2 separate regions of the Ovis aries genome follow, and region 2 is linked to region 1. A link is a contact called in public Hi-C data. All regions are on one chromosome and are shown on one strand. Each heading gives the region's core, a stretch centred on a gene start, on an enhancer-like site or on the middle of the called end of the contact. The rest is flanking DNA. Distances are from core to core; before and after follow the strand shown.

The links. A called contact is a pair of places that touch in the nucleus more often than the background predicts.
Region 2: a Hi-C map of hypothalamus shows a contact between it and region 1, with 4 times the contacts expected there. The contact joins the enhancer-like site here to the promoter of WDR73 in region 1. A contact is called at or near these places in 2 of 16 Hi-C or Micro-C datasets (hypothalamus and tail adipose tissue).

What each region holds. Positions count from the first base shown.
Region 1 is chr18:21,626,353-21,629,052 of ARS-UI_Ramb_v3.0, reverse strand. It overlaps WDR73 (WD repeat domain 73), which reads left to right and starts at 1,359. Exons shown (of 8, transcript XM_004017765.5): 1 at 1,359-1,409; 2 at 2,130-2,197; 3 at 2,499-2,587. The coding sequence starts at 1,369. It overlaps NMB (neuromedin B), which reads left to right. Exons shown (of 4, transcript XR_006056817.2): 4 at 71-335.
Region 2 is chr18:22,152,070-22,154,804 of ARS-UI_Ramb_v3.0, reverse strand. No RefSeq gene overlaps it. Among named protein-coding and RNA genes, the nearest start is that of RPS17, 8.7 kb to the left of the region's middle. Within about 2 kb of position 1,409, at least 10 of the 54 cell types and tissues checked have an H3K27ac peak or open chromatin away from gene starts, as enhancers often do. A contact at or near this core is called in hypothalamus and tail adipose tissue, where this site is marked.

The sequences.
Region 1 (2,700 bases), core at 110-2,609:
ATGGCAGGATGTCCCTATCATTTGTCCCACCCCCGCCCGGGGGCCAATTCCTCTGTGTGTTCCCCTTCAGCACAGGAGGCTGCTGGTGCAAACGCTGCAGAAGTGATGCTATTAATCAGGAAGACACGACGACATGGCTGAGATTGTGCCTACCCAGGGAAGGTGCTGTATGGGACCCATCTGGATGTAAATCATGGGCTCACATCTCTGTCACTCCATTACCGTGATTTCCGGTTGGGCTGTCAGGAATATTGCCGGTGCAGATGCAAATGCTGTCCCTGCCGTATTTCTTGCTTCCCTGTTGAAGTTGTGAATAAAACCCTGCTCTTTACGTAGACTGTCTGGTCCTCTCCTTCTACCTGTGCTGGAGGGGATGGGAGGGAAAGGAGGCTGGAAGACCCAGTGTTCACTGAGATGGGGCTGGCCCCAAAGAGCCCAGAACACTCCGCGGCACCAGCCTGGAATTGATTCTGGGCTTCTGCTCATCCACTCATTCGCAAGCAGGTACTCACTCAGTGCCTGCGGGGATGCCAGGTCCTCTGCCAGCCGCTTTTCTACTCTCGCCGCTGCCACCTACTGGCAGAGGCAAGTCTCTCCTGTTTCCCACCTGTAAAAGGGAACCGCGTACACTACACGGGAGGGCTTTGCTTACCTGATTTCATCTACTCGCCATGGTTTGAGGGGAGTGCCCGGCGCTAACAAAGGAGAGAGCTGAGCTGGGATCCAGACCCCAGTGTCCCCTTACTCTCTTCTCTGGCCTTGTGGGACTGACTGTTAGCAAATAAACCTACAGGACACTCTGTTATAGTCGAATTTCAGATAATGAATAATATTTTCGTATAAAAAGATATCCTAAATATTGCGTGGACATAACTTTTTTTTTTTTTTTTTGGCTGCGCTATGGCACGCGGGATCTTAGATCCCAGACCAGGGATCAAACCCTTGCCCCTGCATTGGAAGCACGAAGTCAACCACTGCACTGCCAAGAAGTCCTTGCATGGACATACTTAAGTGAAAAAACTACTCGCTGTTTTACATACTATTCGAATTTAACAGGGAGGATTTTATCTGGCCTTTTCCTCTGATCTGCAAATACACGTTCATAAAACCAGCGTGTATTTGATCCCTTAGGCCCCGTCTGGAATTGACATCCTGGGAATCCCTGACTTGACGTCATTTTTCCAGGAGAGTTTATCCGGAGAACCTCAGACCGAGCCTGGCAAAGGAACAGCAGGTCTGCGCCTGCGCTAGGGCATCTCTGGGCCCCGCCCCCATGTCAAAGCAGGCCGCGCCCACTCCTCGCGAGAAGGCCGTTCCTGCCCAGGAAGAGTCAGAGGCGGAAATAGAATACCGGAAGCGACTGTTGCCATGGAGCCCGCGGAAGACTGGCTGGTGGAGTCCTTGCGCTTGTAAATCGTGTGGGCTTGGGACGTGGAATCTGGGCCAGGGAACTGGCCTGGGGGCCGACGGGCGCGGGGTGGAGCATGCGGGGAATCCTGGTGTGGGGCGGGACCTATACGGAGGGAAATGGCACCTTTCTGTGTGTGCAAGTTGTGTGAAGTACTGGTAGGAGCCGTGCTTGTGGGGGATAATAATAGCATAGTTTTTGTTTTATAGTGTTAGTTGCTCAGTTGTGTCCAACTCTGTACGACCCCATGCACTGTAGCCGGCCAGCCTCCTCTGTCCATGGGCTTAGCCAGGCAAGAATACTGGAGTGGGTTGCCATTTCCTTCTCCAGGGCATCTTCCCAACCCAGGGATCCAACCCAGGTCTCCTGCATTGTAGTCAGATTCTTTACCACCTGAGCCACCCGGGAAGCAAGTGACCATTTATTTTGCACCAGCCTCTGAGTTAAACCTTAAACAAAGATTGTCTCGATTCCGCACACCAACCTTGTGAAGTCAAGGTACTCTGGGAGTTCCATTTTACACATGAGAACGAGGCTCAGGGAAATTGTGACTGGCCTGGTTCCAGTCACACAGAGGGTAAAATATGTAACAAGATTTGATCCCAGTTCTGCTTGATTCCAAAACTTGGGCCCCCAACCACCGGACCATGCTGACGTCTCATCTTGAGCAGTCGTGAAAGGGCCATGCATCGGTGTGTGACATCGTGTCTCTGTCACCCAGGTACCAAGATTTCCATGCATTCGACCTCTCGGGAGCCACTCGAGTGCTCGAATGGATTGGTGACAAAGGTGAGATGCCCTTCGTGACCCTGAAGGAGATGGAATCCCACTCCTGAAGCTGGAACTCAAGGACCTCAGCCTAGAGGGACCCAACCATTTCTGAGAGCTTGAGGACCTCTTGGTCACTTACAGCAATTTCTTGTTCTGTCAGCATTATATTTCTATCTAGCTCTCTTCCAATCCCCCAGTGGCATACCAGTGGCAAAGGGGTTTATTTTTTCTTTGGGAGATATGGCAGAGTGTCTAGACCCAGCCACAGTTCACAATCTTTCTCGCAGTTTGTCCCAGCATATTCTGCTTCTTTTTCCAGGAATCTTGGTTGCTGGCTATGAAAGCCTGAAAAAAAATGAGATTCTTCATCTCATACTGCCTCTCAGACTTTCTGTGAAAGAAAACCAGGTAACTTGAAATATATGTGCTGAATGTATGTGTCTGCTTCTACTCGTTTATTAAACCTTTATGGAGCTCCTCTTGTCTACTGAATATTTTCCCGGGTACTAGAGAGAGAGAAA
Region 2 (2,735 bases), core at 160-2,659, 530 kb before region 1:
ACGGGGATACTCCAGGCAAGAATACTGGTGTGGGTTGCCATGCCCTCCTCCAGGAGATCTTACCCACCCAGGGATGGAACCGATGTCTCCTGCGGCCCCTGAATTGCAGGCTGATTCTTTACTGCGGAGCCTCCAGGGAGCCCATATTGTCCTTAGTTTTGTTAAAGTACAGTTTTCAACAAAGTGAAATGACTGTCACACAGATATAAAATGAACTTGGTAAGTATTTTTTAAAAACCTAATTTTTAAAAAACCGATGTTACAGTCAGTTGAAAGGAGAAGTCAGAGACAAATTTGGAGGAAGGCAATTTATAAATGGACACAAGACCAACTTCTTCCACCAGAGGGAAGTCAGCTACAAACCTCTAGCCAACAGAATTTACTTACATTTGTCTATAGGTAAGAGTTATTTGTATTGTCAGGCATCTACATCTTAGAGAGCTGTGAAATAGCTCTAAGACAGTGAGAGATGCAGAGCCTCTCCCTAGAATCTGAATCAGAACCCAGGTTGGGGATGGGCGGGAGGGGACGTAGATATAATTATAGCCTGATTGGCGTTGTACAGCAACATTTGTAAAAGTCAAAACAAAAAAAATTTTTTTTAAGTTAAAAAAAGAAAACAGTGGTAAGAGGAGCTCCTCTGGCTGAAGCATGGGAGCTCTGCCAGTGTCCTTCCTCTACTTGGCTGACTCACTGCTGTTGAGACGTGTCTGAGCTCCTAGGTCATTCTGGTCCTCCTGGTTTCCACCATGGGACACCTTGGCCTGAGCTCCATGTCTAACTGAGAATCTGGGTCTCCCTGCCAGTGGTCTTTATACTAAAGGTTCTCAGACCTTTTATGGGTTCCCAGGACGCTGTGAAGTAGTCTCTGACTGACATAGGGGAGATAGAGCAACAGTCAGGGTGCTTTACCCGGTCTGTGAACAGAGCAGCTCCACTTCTGCCTTTGTGTGTGATGAGGTTGATTTTAATATGCCCCGAAGGAGAAGCATCCCATTGCCAAAAGATTCTGAAAAGATAAAGGAAGAAAGACTCCCACCTGAGGGGGCGGAAACCCAGGTCGTCGTGTTTAACAATTGAAGCACAAGTTTTGCCTCTATCTGAGGGCAAAATTCATAGAGGTATATCCTATCTCCGTGAATATATGAATTCATATTCTGTGTATTGCCTATGTCATTAAGATTTTCAGTTTTATTGGTATGTAATTGCAGTTTTTCTCTCTTAAGTAGGAAAACTCCCTGCTACTCTGAATCATTTTAAATGATACATTTGGTTTCTAAATTAAACTTGTCAGATGTTTGATTATTTTATTGATAGTTTCAGGGGTTTTAACTTTCTTTTTACTTGAGATTGCCGCTTTTCCTCATTAGACGCTGGAGAAAGCAAACAGCCGGATTCAGTTGTGAGGAAGGTGGGTGAAGCTCGTTTTCTCTTTTTCAACTGCAGGGGTCAGCAAACTGTGCTCAGCTGCCCATGTGTGAATAAGCCGTGAACTAAAAACGATTTTCACATTTCTAAATGCTTTAAAACAGGGATCCCCACCCTCCAGAATCTAATGCCTGATGTTTTGAGGTGGAGCTGATGTAATGATCATAGAAATAGAGTGCACAATAAATGTAATGAGGTGGAATCATCCTGAAACCATACCCCGCTCCCCCCCTCCCCCGCCAACCCTGGTGCGTGGAAGAATTCCACGAAACCGGTCCCTGGCGCCGGAAAGGTTAGAGACCACTGCTTTAAAAGCCAGCAACAGCAAGAGGAGAATCCTGTGGGCTGAGGAAATTCTGTTAAATTGAAGTCAGTGTCTACATACAGAATTTCATTGGGACGCAGCCACATTCTTTTGTTTACAAACTGTAGAGGGCTGTGTTCCTGCTTCAATGGCTGGATTACACAGTTGCCACAGAGACAGTAAGGAGGCACTGTGATCACTTCACACTACAGATTGCAGTTACACATTTATAACGCCATAGTGTTTTGAGGGCCTTACTGATTACCATATCACATAGTGTTTTGAGGGCCTTACTGATTACCATATCGTCACATTTTATTTTTTACAAATCGTTAGTGCACACTTTCATTGAAAAAGAAGAGTGGGCCTTCAGTGTTGTTAAGGTATGAGTGGCTCATTCAGTAGGTGGGCAGGGGAAGCTTTTATCAGTGCTGAGTTTGTTTTCTCTGCACATGTTTCTTCCAGATAAATTAGCCTGTTTAAAACTGTTAGTCTTGGGTGAGAGTGGTTGTTTAAAGAGCTGAAAACATGGGGAGCAATATGAATAGTCAGTTTTTTTAAAAGTAGATAATTCTAAATGGTTTTTCTTGACTCTTGATAAGTCAAAGAATGTTACCAATACATTATGCAAGAGTCGGTGCCAACTTTGAAGAGTCTGAAGAATTAGTCTGTAGAGTAATCTGCATGGAACAGCTACTGGTGAGAATATTTTTAAAGATAAATCACTGATTCAGTAGGACCTGAAGTGGGAATTGGCTGAGCTAATGTTATAGCTGATGTTGGTAGAAATCTGTGCAAAGCAGAAGGGATCTTATTTGGACAGAATTCCAAGCTTGCAGAAATGCAGAGTGTTTCAAACCTGTGCTGTTCATTGCATTATTCATTAGTATGTATTCTACAGAAAATAAATCTCTCAGTTACTGAACCAGTAACTGTTCACAATGAATTTTACTCTCGTAGACTTAACCATCATCATTTCCATGAATTTTGGTGTTACTTAACT